Regions from separate parts of the Mus musculus genome. Here regions 1 and 3 are each linked to region 2. The links are chromatin contacts, called in public HiChIP or PLAC-seq maps. All regions are on one chromosome and are shown on one strand. The core of a region is the stretch at or near the end of the contact, and the rest is flanking DNA. Distances in the headings are between cores, read along the strand shown. Region 1 has its middle 40 kb from the start of Gm46397. Region 2 has its middle 22 kb from the start of Gm41044. Region 3 overlaps Gm36703 (a long non-coding RNA gene).

Evidence for each region. HiChIP or PLAC-seq counts read pairs in DNA pulled down with a chosen protein or histone mark.
Region 1: an H3K27ac HiChIP or PLAC-seq map of heart atrium shows a contact between it and region 2, with 8 read pairs. The contact joins two enhancer-like sites.
Region 3: an H3K27ac HiChIP or PLAC-seq map of heart atrium shows a contact between it and region 2, with 8 read pairs. The contact joins two enhancer-like sites. A contact is called at or near these places in 1 of 15 datasets of contacts at CTCF or cohesin (pro-B cells) and 2 of 115 datasets of contacts at active chromatin or transcription factors (fibro-adipogenic progenitors and heart atrium).

The regions. Positions count from the first base shown.
Region 1 is chr13:102,389,359-102,394,053 of GRCm38.p6, forward strand. No RefSeq gene overlaps it. Among named protein-coding and RNA genes, the nearest start is that of Gm46397, 40 kb to the left of the region's middle. Within about 2 kb of position 2,068, at least 5 of the 459 cell types and tissues checked have an H3K27ac peak or open chromatin away from gene starts, as enhancers often do. A contact at or near this core is called in heart atrium, where this site is marked.
Region 2 is chr13:102,034,670-102,038,786 of GRCm38.p6, forward strand. No RefSeq gene overlaps it. Among named protein-coding and RNA genes, the nearest start is that of Gm41044, 22 kb to the left of the region's middle. Within about 2 kb of position 1,537, at least 22 of the 459 cell types and tissues checked have an H3K27ac peak or open chromatin away from gene starts, as enhancers often do. A contact at or near this core is called in heart atrium, where this site is marked.
Region 3 is chr13:102,354,526-102,358,864 of GRCm38.p6, forward strand. Gm36703 (a long non-coding RNA gene) reads left to right here. Exons shown (of 4, transcript XR_382833.4): 4 at 1,644-2,159. Among named protein-coding and RNA genes, the nearest start is that of Gm46397, 4.9 kb to the left of the region's middle. Within about 2 kb of position 1,271, at least 8 of the 459 cell types and tissues checked have an H3K27ac peak or open chromatin away from gene starts, as enhancers often do. A contact at or near this core is called in heart atrium, where this site is marked.

The sequences.
Region 1 (4,695 bases), core at 818-3,317, 360 kb after region 2:
AGAACGAAGACCAAAGTGTGGACACTTTGCTCCTTCTTAGAATTGGAAACAATCACCCATGGAAGGAGTTACAGAGACAAAGTTTGGAGCTGAGACAAAAGGATGGATCATCTAGAGACTGCCATATCCAGGGATCCATCCCATAATTAGCCTCCAAACGATGACACCATTGCATACACTAGCAAGCCTTTGTTGCAAGGACCATGATATAGCTGTCTCTTGTGAGACTAGGCCGGGGCCTAGCAAACACAGAAGTGGATGCTCACAGTCAACTATTGGATGGATCACAGGGCCCCCAATGGAGGAGCTAGAGAAAGTATCTAAGGAGCTAAAGAGATCTGCAACCCTATCGGTGGAACAACATTATGAACTAACTAGTACCCCAGAGCTCTTGACTCTAGCTGCATATGTATCAAAAGATGGCCTAGTCGGCCATCACTGGGAAGAGAGGCCCATTGGTCAGGCAAACTTTATATGCCCCAGTACAGGGGAACGCCAGAGCCAAAAAATGGGAATGGGTGGGTAAGGGAGCGGGGAGGGGGGGCGGAGGGTGTGGGGGACTTTTGGGATAGCATTGGAAATGTAATTGAGGAAAATACGTAATAAAAAAAAAAGAAAGAAAAAAAAAAGAAAATGTGGCCCATCTGGAAAAGAAAGAAAGAAAGAAAGAAAGAGAGAGAGAGAGAGAGAGAGAGAGAGAAAGAAAGAAAGAAAGAAAGAAAGAAAGAAAGAAAGAAAGAAAGAAAGAAAAGAAAAGAAAAGAAAGCTGAGGTCAGGTGGGTTGTACATGTGTTGATGGAGCCTTACCTATATAGTCAAGAAAAACACCCCCACATACTTGCTACAAACGAGTCTGATGAAAGTAATTCTTCAATTGAGATTCCCCCTTCCCAACTGACTCCAGTCTGTGACATATTGACAAAAGCCAACCAACACATGCATGTTTTATTATAGTGCTTATAACCTGTGACACATTCACAAAAGATTAATGCTCAGTGAACACAAACTGAAAGCCATAGCCACTCTTGAGGATAAAAGTTGTTGCAAAGAGAGTAGTAAAAGCTCCATATTGCAGTAAGGAAGGTGATCCTTCCCAGCATTTGGAAGGTGGGTACAGGAGGACTATGAGATTGGAGCCAGCTGAACTGTGAAGCTTACAACCCTAAACAAAACCAACCGAACAACAACAATAAAAACCAACAAACCAAAATAAAAGAGTGACTCTGAAATTAACAAATACTTCTTTCCTTCAAGAAGATATAACTTTGGTAGCATCCTACTGATAAACAGGATCATAAATAAAGCAAATGGGAAATTGAGACATTATACATAAGCCATTTTGGTTTTAACTCATGGTGGAAAATGGTAGAGAAATGGCAATCATTTTCCCACCACCGCACTGTTCATCTATTGTTCAATTCTTCATATAAACCATGGCCCCACTCCCCACTGTAGCCAGAATAATTTTAATGGACCATCCAATTCACTTTCTTCTCAGGTAAAACAATAGTAACCTATGTGATTATTACATTGATGAATAAAGTATTCAGAAGATATGGAATATTTCCTGCTCACTCTGATCAATTCTATAGAACAAGTAAAATAGAAAATGGACCTGCATAATATACTTTGTATTCCAATCTGAAATCAAGATTCGGGAATCACATTTGCTCTGTAGTTACCAGGTTATACTCGGTGTAGCTTTCCAGTGGTCACACGGGCTCTTTAGAATCAGCCTTTAAGTGCTTTCTAAAATTAATTTGCTTGCATGGGATTTCACACTCTCTTTATTGCAATAAGTGAGGAAGCTGTGGAAAGACAAGATCTGTGCCAACTTTCTGCTAATGGAGGAATTCTATTAAGCCTATTTGCCACACAAAGGGTCTCTTACTCTGATACTTCTGTCTAATCTTTCCCATTTGTCTACAAAGCCATCCCCATCATCACAGTTGAGTTCTCTAACACTAGCATGTACTCTGATGATAAAATCATGACTGGAAGTTTCCTCTGTAAGGAACACTTACTCTGCACATACAGGGAGGCATGAGTCCCCAGGGTGCCAGGATAGAACATGACTAAGAGGAAAGAAAGCAGAGCCTGATGCCTCTGTCTGTTCTATGCCCACAGATGATCAGAAGTCCGTTCTTATCTCTGAAGTTCCAAACCATCAATTATGCCCCTTAATTAAGAGTGAGTTTTGTTTTTCACCAATGACCACAAATGTGTAAGCCCTGAAGAGACTTGCTATACACAGTGACTCTGATTTGCTTATAAATATTCAGTACTCTTTGTATGTGTCTATGCCCATGTACACATATACAACTTAAACATAATTACTATCTGTGGTGATTTCAATACAAATGGCCTCTATGGGCTCAAATATTTGGAGTTTTGATATCCAGTTGTCAGAACTCTTTGGGAAGGATTGGGAGGTGTGGCTTTGTTGGAAGAGATGTGTCACTAGGGGCAGGCTTTGAGGTTTCAAAAACCCATGCCTTTGCCAGTTACCAATTTTTTGCCTTGTGTTTGTGGATCAAGATAAAAGCTTTCAGCTGCCACTCCAGCACCATGACAACTGCCTGCCTGTTTGCATATTCTTTTTGCCATGATAGTCATAGACTCTAATGCTCTGGAACTGTGAGCCCCAAATTAAGTGTTTTCCTCGTCTCTTATACTCATAAGTCTTCCCTCTTTTACACAGAGACCAGGCTTTCTAAAATAAAAGGTGTCACATTCCTTTGAGGATAAGCTCTTGCCAATTGTTGTCACATCTGCAACACTTCCAACAGTAAAAGTATGACCTTGAGTATCAGAGGGATGGAGGCTCTACAGCATTCCTCTTGTATTTGCTTAAACTGGAGTCTGGGGATGGCCAGAGCAGCCCTCTCTTCGCTTCTGAGTTCTTCCTAAACTAGCCAACAATAATCTGGAGAATCTGCCTGATTAACCAAAATGGGAGTTTAGAAACAGATTTGGGTTAAAACTTGGGGGTCAGCCATCCTAGAAGCCTGTGATGATTTGGGTGGCATGACTTTGGTTTCCCTAGGCTGCACTCTCTGTGTGCAGTGGGTTCAAACTCTTCTCCTAACTCCTGTGCCCTTGACATTAGGGCCACCAGTGCTATGGTTCCCTGTTGGCATGGGCATTCCTCTTCGTTCAGTGGAGAGTGAGCAGGCTAAGGAGGGAAGCTGAGCAAGCTCACAGAATGAAGGTTTTCTCAGTGTATCTCCAGCCAAAAGGAAAGTGCAAAGAGTTCAAGTTTAAGTAACATTGAAAGGAAAAGTAAGCACCAGCCATTGAGCTTTTTCATCAGCTTCATAATTTCTGACCAAGCAGCAGTTAAAGTTGTCAAAGAAACCACTTTTCATGTATATATGCAAAAAGCAAGGGCAATCATATCCAATGGCCTCTGTGTCTCCTACGGAAGAAATAGTAGCTGCCTAGGTTTAAATATATCTAGGTAGGCCCTGTGTTTAAATAATGGTGATTCTCTTAAGATTTAGAGGCTGCAGTAAGTTTTCTTTGGCACCAAGACCATGATTAACTCCTGTTTTGCCCCACAATTAAACACAGTAACTAGCAGAAGGGATATTTAAATAGTAAAAGGATGAGGTGTGGCAGGCTCAGACAGATCCAGCTGTAAGCATGCTTTAAGGCCACCCTAACGTTACAGACTCTATTCCTTCAGTGTGTGTGCATGCACACGCACATGTGCATAAATGCACACGGATAGGAGACCCAAATTTTTTTTAAGCAATAACCCTACTATCAGCTATAGGGAAACACTTGCAGAGTCTCGGGGTCTCCTTTGTTAAAAAACTCTTCTGCAGACCATGCCATTCTCAGAACACTAGTAAAACGTTGGTTAGAGCAGAAGGTCTTTCTCTGAGAACCGCAGAATTAAAATAGAGCAGCTGTGTGTGATAAAGAGCTGATACATGAAGCTGCACTCACACAATACGAGGGGGGCCTTTTGTTTCCCAAAGAAAAGGCTTTCAGAAGCAATTCAGCGAGGTCCTTCCTTTCTCAAATTCCAATGGCAAATAAATATTAGTCCCCAGAGGGCTCATAAAGACCTCAGAGTCTAAAACAAACAATCCATGGGGTAACATTCAATGCAGTCTATACAGAGACCAATTAAAGTGCTTGGGGTTAATGGAGAAGTTAGTGAATGGTCAAGGAATTCCCTTTAGAAAGAATGCATCCCCCAAAATGATGCTATCAAGTCTTAAACAAGCAGAAAGCCCGAGACCTTCTTGACCTAAGGCTCAAGCCTCTCTAGAGAGTGCACGGTGAAGGAAAAAGAGGATAGATTCCTAGTGGAGCTGGAGGACAAAGTGCTGGGTAACAAGGCCTGGAAATGTCTACCTCGTACTTGGCACCATCTGTGCAGGCCACCTGATAGCCAGGTGTGCTGACACCTGTCTGTGGTTCCAGCACCTGGGAGGCTGGGGCAGGAGGAATGCATAACATAAAGACGGTCTCATATACACAGTGAGTTCCCAGCTAGCTACCAGGAGAAAGCTTGTGGGGAGAGACAGAGGCAGAGACAGAGACAGAGACAGAGACAGAGACAGAGACAGAGGGAGAGACAGAGGGAGAGACAGAGGGAGAGACAGAGAGAGAGACAGAGGGAGAGACAGAGAAAGAAGAGGAGGAGGAAGAGGAGGAGGGGGAGGGGAATAACACAAAGTC
Region 2 (4,117 bases), core at 287-2,786:
TGGAGCCTTCTCCAGGCAGAGCCGAGAAGGATGGCAACAGCTTCTTTAGGGAGCTGATAGTGTGTGCAGAAAATATGTACCATAGCTTTCTCCAAGCAGATATTTACAGCCTGAGGTCTGTTCCTGACAAAGAAGGCTTCTAGAGAGATTACCTAACTCTACCTCCCTGATTTAGCTGTATGCTATAACCCCACCTTCCTGTTCAACTGTGTATCATAAACATTCTGAGCTTCTGGTTTCTGTGGTTTCTCTATTAGATTGCCAAGTCCACGGATCTCAGCTTTTTGGTGCACTTACTTATCTGTGTTTGTCTTTTCTTCATGTCCTCGCTGCCCCAGTCAGGTCAAGCCCCTGGAAATGTGCAAGAACTTGGCAAACAGTCATACAATTTAGAATTACAACTTACGGTGGGGGAACACAGGAGTAAGTTTCTTAGTGTTTTCAAATTTGAGATTCAGGCACAAACTCAGTCACAGGGATTCTTATGGTTTTCAAGAATTATGATTTTTTAAAAAAATAATTCCAACACTCTTCACACTCCAGTTTGAATAGCTAAAAGTCTGGGGTGGCGATGAAGCCACAGTAAGTCTGCTAGAGCTTACGAAGAATCATATTCTACAGGAATAGTCAGTGGAAAACACAATTTGAAGTTCAGGTCTCCAAGTAAGTCCTCACTGATCATACTTAGACACGGGCCATTTACCACACTTTTCTTTGGAAGCAGTCTCCAAATTGTCATTTTTTTCAAAAGTTTTCTTTAAAATTTTAATTTGTGTGTGTTATTTGTCTATACAATACTATTGTGACCCCCAGCCAGAGCCCAGAAGAGAGCACCCATTTTCCTAGAACTAGAGTTATTGACTGTTGTAGAATACCATGTAGAGGATGCAAATCAAACCCAGAGTCTCTGGAAGAGGTCTTCTCAATGGCAGAGCCATCTCTCCAGCCCTAAAATGTCATTTCTAATGGCTCAGTAGCATTCATATACATACATACATACACATGTCACATTTCTTTACAGATCTGTTTGTTGGAAGGTCTGCAGCCTCTGTAAACAGTGAGGCACTAAGCAAACATATGCCAGTCTCTAATATTCTAGTATTTCCTTTGGATGCATGCTGAGAAGTTGGCTGGGGACTCCAATATACCTTCTCAAAGCTATAGCCTCCCATTCTCTCTTACATGGTGTGGGGTGACCTTCTGTTGTGTTGTCTTTGAGTTCTTTGCTTCATTTTTTTCCTACAGGTATCCCGAAGCCAGACAGATTTAGTAAAGAACCGTCTCTGTAGTGCTACTGACATCCACCGTCCATCAGAAGTCATTTTGTCTACAAAATGGGATTGAAAAACCTTATGTCAGACAGCAAAAGAAGTCACATATTGGTACATAATTAGTAAAATAAATATCTGAAAGCAGCAGATAATTTGTATTGCACTCCAGGCTTTGTGGATGTTTTTCCACCTACACTCCTCTAATTAAAGAACAGGGACACAGTGGAGCTGAAGTGGAGAGAAATTCCTGAACGCACGGAGCCAAATGCTCATACCAGACTAATACCACGGAGTAGATCAGTCAGAACAAGGAAGGTGCCCGGGAAGACCACGTGGCAAAGGACATCAAGGAGGTGTGACAGTCAGAAGACTAACAGTGAGGTGACTTTCAGAGGTAGACTTCAGGCTCTGTCTGTGTCTTTTTAAATTGAATTCCTAGAGAATGAGGTTAAGGGAAATTGGAATACTTGCAAGAACGGGGCAACAGGAGCTGGCATGGAGGAGGCTGAGGAATGTCTCTGAATGGCCTGATCCTAGTTTGTTGACTGGGGCAATTCTGCCAGTGATGGGGTTCCTCTGTTTAGAGAAGGGGACAATGCTGGGGTGTCACAATGTTCTTGTGATTGTCAATTAAAATACTACTTCCAAAAATAATTTGTAAGCTCGAAAGAGCTAAAGAAATATTGCTGCTCTTATTAATAGCTGTGTTTTTGTCTCTACTTCAAAGAATGAACATAAATTATTTGTTAAAAAAACCTCTCTGGAATCCGTCTAAGTAGATGTGAACCCTGCTTTTATGCTTGTTCCCTCTGTGACCATAAGCAAGTGGCCTGGCCTCTTAGAACTTCAGTCCCTAGCTTATAAAACCAATCAAATAATAATACCTGTCCTAGTAGGGCTGACTATAAATCTCTTAACATACAGCCTGGTGCATTAGCACTTAGGGGATGTTGCCTATTAATATTTGCCAGCTTCTCTAGGCACCTGTTTCTAAGTACAACTACAGCACTTTCTGAACGCAACAGCAAACTATCTTACCCTCTGATAGCAGACCAGACTTTCTCGCTTAGTGGTAGGGTTGAGAATGGGTGTGGTGGGTGATAGGGAAATTCCCTTGGTGACAAGTTCCTAGAGAAGTATTGCTATATTTGATATCATCGTTGTAATATCACACTGTAGGTGATATTACTTTAGATCTTGGCCAGGGTTTATAATTTGTTCTTCTGTACAGTTGCTGGACTCTTGGACCTAGATATCTCTGGGATATGGCATGGATTCCACGCCATGCCTTGGATACTTATTACCTAGTTAACAATTTGCTGAACTGTTTTCTGCTTCAATTATTTTTTGAGCTAATATTTACATGGAATAGAATGTCTTTCCATAAATTCTGCTTGATCCCTTTGATAGAAAGCGAAGGAGCCAATGTCCCTTTCGCTGCTCTTGGCTAAGACAATCTCCCTATTGTGTCTGCCTTCTGTGAGGACTGCAGCTAGTCAACAGTGCCTCCAGTCAGCAGCTGATCCTGTGCACACAACACGTTCTTCTGTATGAATCCTCATGTATATGTCTCCAAGCTGTGCAAATATTCAGAAAAAAATGCCTAATATTCCCTCTGAGCTTAATGGAGCCCTCCACACTGCAGAAGGTCATAGTCTTAAGACATGTTTATAGGGTTTTTTTTTTCTTATACTAATATTTCTGAGATAGGATCTTCCTATGTAGCCCTGGCTGGCCTCAGAGTTGTAGCCAGACCCCTGACTCTGCCTCTCAGGTGCTAGAATTGCAGCACCACAGTTCACAGGTTTTTCCATTTTCTTTTGCTTACATTGAGTCTTCCCTCTCCCTCACCTTCCTTCATGTCTTCCCCTTCTCTTTCCTTGTCTTTCTTCACCTCTCACCTCTCCAGCTCCTCCCCCTTCATTTCTTTTCTTTTTCTTGAAGTTCCCTCTTCCTAGCACTTTCAGGGCCAGGAAAAACAAGAATTCTTCAATAATGCAGGTCCCACTTCATGTCTCTTGTGGATGGGACAATGGAGACATGCTTTAATGTTAATTAGCTTGGGACAAGAATCTAGCTTTACACACCTATAAAATAATCCATTGCGGATTTGGAAGAATGCCTGGGAACTGAAGAACCATCAGGCTGAATAAAAGAGTCAAGACACATAGTCAGCCAGGCAGGGCTTCTGCGCTGGGCCCCCAATAGCATGAGAAAAACAGTTATCACCAGGGCAATGCTAAGAACCTAGATGAGGACTGATTTGCTGGGCAACTTTTTCTGTCTATAATAAAGAACATGGTGCTCAGCGATCAGGTTCCAATACAATACATTAACACATTGAGACTGCTAAGCATTGCCATGGCTATTTTAATTGTTACTTCTTTATTAAAAACTGGAAAACAAAAGAATTCATAATGTGATTTACAAGACAAGTCTAGATGCTTTTAATACAATGGAGTAAATCATTACAGTGCTCTCAATAGTTTTCATATTAAAAAATGTAATTTATTATTATTCATTTTAAAACTGTCACACTTGCAGAAAAGTTGAAAAATCATCTATAAATAGCATTCATACCCACCACCGAGATCCTGGTATGTGCACATGCTGAAATTAGATCACATGTCTGCCCTTTCTCTTATCTATACATATTTAAATTAGGAGAGAGACTTTACCAAATGAAATTAACATTTACTTCATATCATCTATCATGATGTTCCCATTAGTATGTACAAGAGATATATATTTTTAATTTTTGATTTTGAGATTATAACTTTATAATTTATCCCTTCATTTTCCTCTTTCCAGTCTCATCTACCCCTTCTTGCTCTTCTTCAAATTCA
Region 3 (4,339 bases), core at 21-2,520, 320 kb after region 2:
TTTGTTTCAGCTCCAAACTTTGTCTCTGTATCTCCTTCCATGGGTGTTTTGTTCCCAATTCTAAGAAGGGGCAAAGTGTCCACACTTTGGTCTTCGTTCTTATTGAGTTTCATGTGTTTTGCAAATTGTAAATTATATCTTGGGTATTCTAAGTTTCTGGGCTAATATCCACTTATCAGTGAGTACATATCATTTGAGTTCTTTTGTGATTGGGTTACCTCACTCAGGATAATGCCCTCCAGGTCCAACCATTTGCCTAGGAATTTCATAAATTCAGCATCTTTCAAAACTCAGTACAAGGACCACTTCTTCATGAAGCCTTCCCTGATGTCACCAGGGAGGATCAGGTGTTTAAACACTCCATAGCTTTTCCTCTTATTGTTAAATGTCCATAAACAATGAATCTCTAATCATCGGGCATAACATTTATCCGCAAGCCTAAATGCTTGACTATTACTTCACTCTTTTACTAATTTAGGCTAACAATGCTTCTAAAACATGAATAGATGAACGGGTGACATTTGTTTCTTTGTGTTTATTAACTTCTTGATGGTTCAGTGGAATACAACAACAGCATAAATTTTATGTAACATGGTATGATTTCCTTTGGCCTGAGTGTTCTTTATAGCCTACCAATGGTAGAATTACCAATGGCGTTATGGGGTAGAAATCAAGCACAATGAAAAATTCAAGTTCTCAATTTGGTCCATCATTTCTGTCTTCTGTCATATATATATATAATTTTAACTATAGGAAGCTAGCTAAAATTATATGAATGTGAAAACTCCCCCTGCTCTGCCTAATATTAATTCTCCCAAATGAGGCCTGTAGGTTTGGTGTAAGTTTGGTATGCCAACTACTAAGGGTATTGAGCAGTGCCCGGGGCAGTGTTTTATACAATGCCCAACACGTAGTGTCAAGTGGTACTTCTCTACCATTTTTAAGACATTACAAAGCTGACATTGCAGTTTGATTTTTTTCCACTGCTCTCCCTGTGTCTTTATTCTTGCAAAGCTGTTAACCATAAAGAAATCATCAGAAGGCAGGAAATGAGAGAGAAATTGTGAAAGAAAAGTGGCCTAAAACCAGAAAATTCATCTTTGAAGAGCACTAATAGATTTGATTTCTATCAGATCCACGTGAATCCCTTTCCAGAAGAGTTTTTATTACTCACAATGTGTCACTTCTTTGAAAACTAATGGTCTGACATATCTCCAAGCCAAAAAGACTTATCACCCTAATAAGGAATGTCTGGGCAGCCTGCCACAAAAGCAGCTTGGAAGATGGGTCTTCTAGCAGTTTTCTAACATTAGCACACATTGTTCATACACATACATATACTGATATTGTATCTTTACATCTCCATGAGGGAAAAATGCTTAAAGACCTTGGCTAAGTGCTTAGTTTCATAAGTATAGTTTTCTAGCTGAAATTAATAGGCAAAAGACTATCACAAAGTGGTCATGATTGCACATGCCTTTCTATTAGTGATTCAATTGTTCCTTTATTTCTGCCTAGCCATAAAAGTTGTCTGTATCAATGAAAAGTCAATTTTGTATCTCAGGAAAAGCAAAATAAGTTCATTCTTATGTTCATCAAACTTATAGGGAGGTTGTCTAGTGTGTTATTTTTTTCTATTGCAGTGATAAGATACCATGATCAGAAACAATTTACAGAAAGAAGAGTCTTGGGTTCCAGAGAGAGTCCATGATGTCTGAGAGAGGCTTGGCAACATGGGCCCAGAAAAGGAAGCTGAGAGATTACATCTTCAACTGCAAGCATGGTACAGAGAGCAAACTGGAAGTGCATTGAGGCTGTGAACTCTCGGAGACCTCCTAAAACGATTTCCATCCTCCAGCAAGGCCATAAATACCACATCCCTCATCATGTCGTCAAATGGGAATCAAGTGCTTCAATACAAAAGCCTATGGAGGACATTCATATTTAAACCACTGTATTCAACATGCCCAGAGCCTTCTTTATTAGCTGCTTTCTAGAACTGCCACACTATTGTTCACACACACACACACACACACACACACACACACACACACACACACCACAATGTGTCTATATATATACATGAAAGAGAAAACACTGTAAGACGGTTCTGGGGATGGTGACACCTTCCTTTAATTCCAGCACTTGGGAGGTAGAGGCAGGCAGCTCTCTGAGTTCAAGACTATCCTGGTCTATATCCAGGACACCCAGGACTATACAAAAAAAAAAAAAAAAAGAGGGAGTAGGGAGAGGTGAGGAGAGAACACATTTAAAAGCCTTGATTAAACAATTTAGTTTCCTAAGTACAGTTTTCTAGTTTTAATTAATATACAAAAAACAGACTATCAAAAGTGGGTACATTTATATCTGATTTTCCATCAGCACCATATAAATGTTTTCATCATGTATAGCAGGACTGCTTATTTGATACCCAAGTAGACACAGCTAATGAGTGTAGATAGATAGATAGATAGATAGATAGATAGATAGATAGGCAGATAGATAGATAGATAGATAGATAGATAGATAGATAGATAGATAGATAGATAGATAGGCAGGCAGGCAGGCAGGCAGGCAGGCAGGCAGGCAGGCAGGCAGGCAGATAGATAGATAGAGATAGGCAGATAGATAGGCAGATAGATAGATAGATAGATAGATAGATAGATAGATAGATAGATAGATAGGCAGATAGATAGATAGATAGATAGATAGATAGATAGATAGATAGATAGATAGATAGATAGGCAGGCAGGCAGGCAGGCAGGCAGGCAGGCAGGCAGATAGATAGATAGAGATAGGCAGATAGATAGGCAGATAGATAGATAGATAGATAGATAGATAGATAGATAGATAGATAGATAGAAAGATAATAGATAGATAGATAGATAGATAGATAGATAGATAGATAGATAGATAGATAGATGTTTTTAGGACATGCTGGTTTCTCTGATGTAAGCTGTTTATGAATTTTTTTAAAAAAAAAAGAATCTCAATGCCTTCTTTTAAGGAACTTATATTCTCTCAGGCATGATAGGTTAATGAAATACAATAGTCACATCAGTAACAATTATTAGTGTACAACCAATGACCTGCTCTTTGTGAAGGCTCTGAAGAAACAGAATATCAAGGCTTCCCAGAGAAGGAGAGCAACATAGCTGATGGTGGAGCATGAGCAGGAGACACCACTCACTGCTAGGCAAATTGCTATCAAACAGAAGGATGGTATGCCCAATGGCCAACAGCGAGACTCACCCAGTGAGCTACAGAATCCATGGCTGTGATGTGCACTAGGGTAATTAGGGGTCCATAGAAGAGAGACAAACTACAGGACATATGGACTTGAGAAATGACACTTCTTTATGAATGTTGTTGAAAGCCATTAAGGAAGAAATCAGAGTGTGACATAAACAGATTCATGTCTTGGTTAATAACTCAGTGTTGCTCATTGAGAAAATACTGGTGCCACAATCAGAGACTATCCGACTTTGGCATCCAAAGTAAATCTCCCCTGCATGTGCTCAGGCAATACCCACACCTTCCTACTTTCGTTATAGGTAACAAACTGACACAGACTGGGTTCAAGAAGATGAGCTATGGGGCTGGGGTAATAATTCAAGCATGTGATGTGGTCCTTAGCAAGGGTGGCGTGGTTCTAGGAGCTTGTCATTTCCACTGAGAATTAAAGTTCTGTTTAGTTTCCTGCTGATGACCTGATTTTCAATCTTGGCCATGTTCCTTCCTGTATTTCTGATGTGACCATCTTCTAAGGGCCATCCTTACACTGTGCAAAGAGCTTTGAATGTATGCTAATTCTTACTGCCACACCACAGGGTATATAGCATAGGGTCCTCATTCCTGATAGAACCACCAAAAAAAAAAAAAACATGGAATTTAATGGAATTAATCTACTTTTGCCAAATTCACAGAGATTAAGTGCAAGTAAGTGCATAGATTATACACTTAGGACTACTTAATTAGTATTCATGCTCTATTGAGTAAATGCTTTGCAATATCTCTGAGAAGATTTGGCTTATCTCTAGTTTTCATTCTTTCATAAACAATGCTCTAAGGCACACTTTTTAGCCTAAGTGTGAGACAGAGTTTCTTAGAGGGAAGTTTATAGATATGATTGATGGTCATCTTAGAGACATGCTACCATGTTGAGGAAGAATACATCAGTTCTATTTTAGGGCCTATTCTCAGCATCAGTGGTGTTGGAGTCTGTGCTTAGCCTCTGTTGTATATGGGGAAAGGAACCAAGTCTGTTATTGTACCTTTATTTATATAATGGACTCTTAATGTGTTTTCCTAATATTAAACCCTCTCCATATAACTGGAG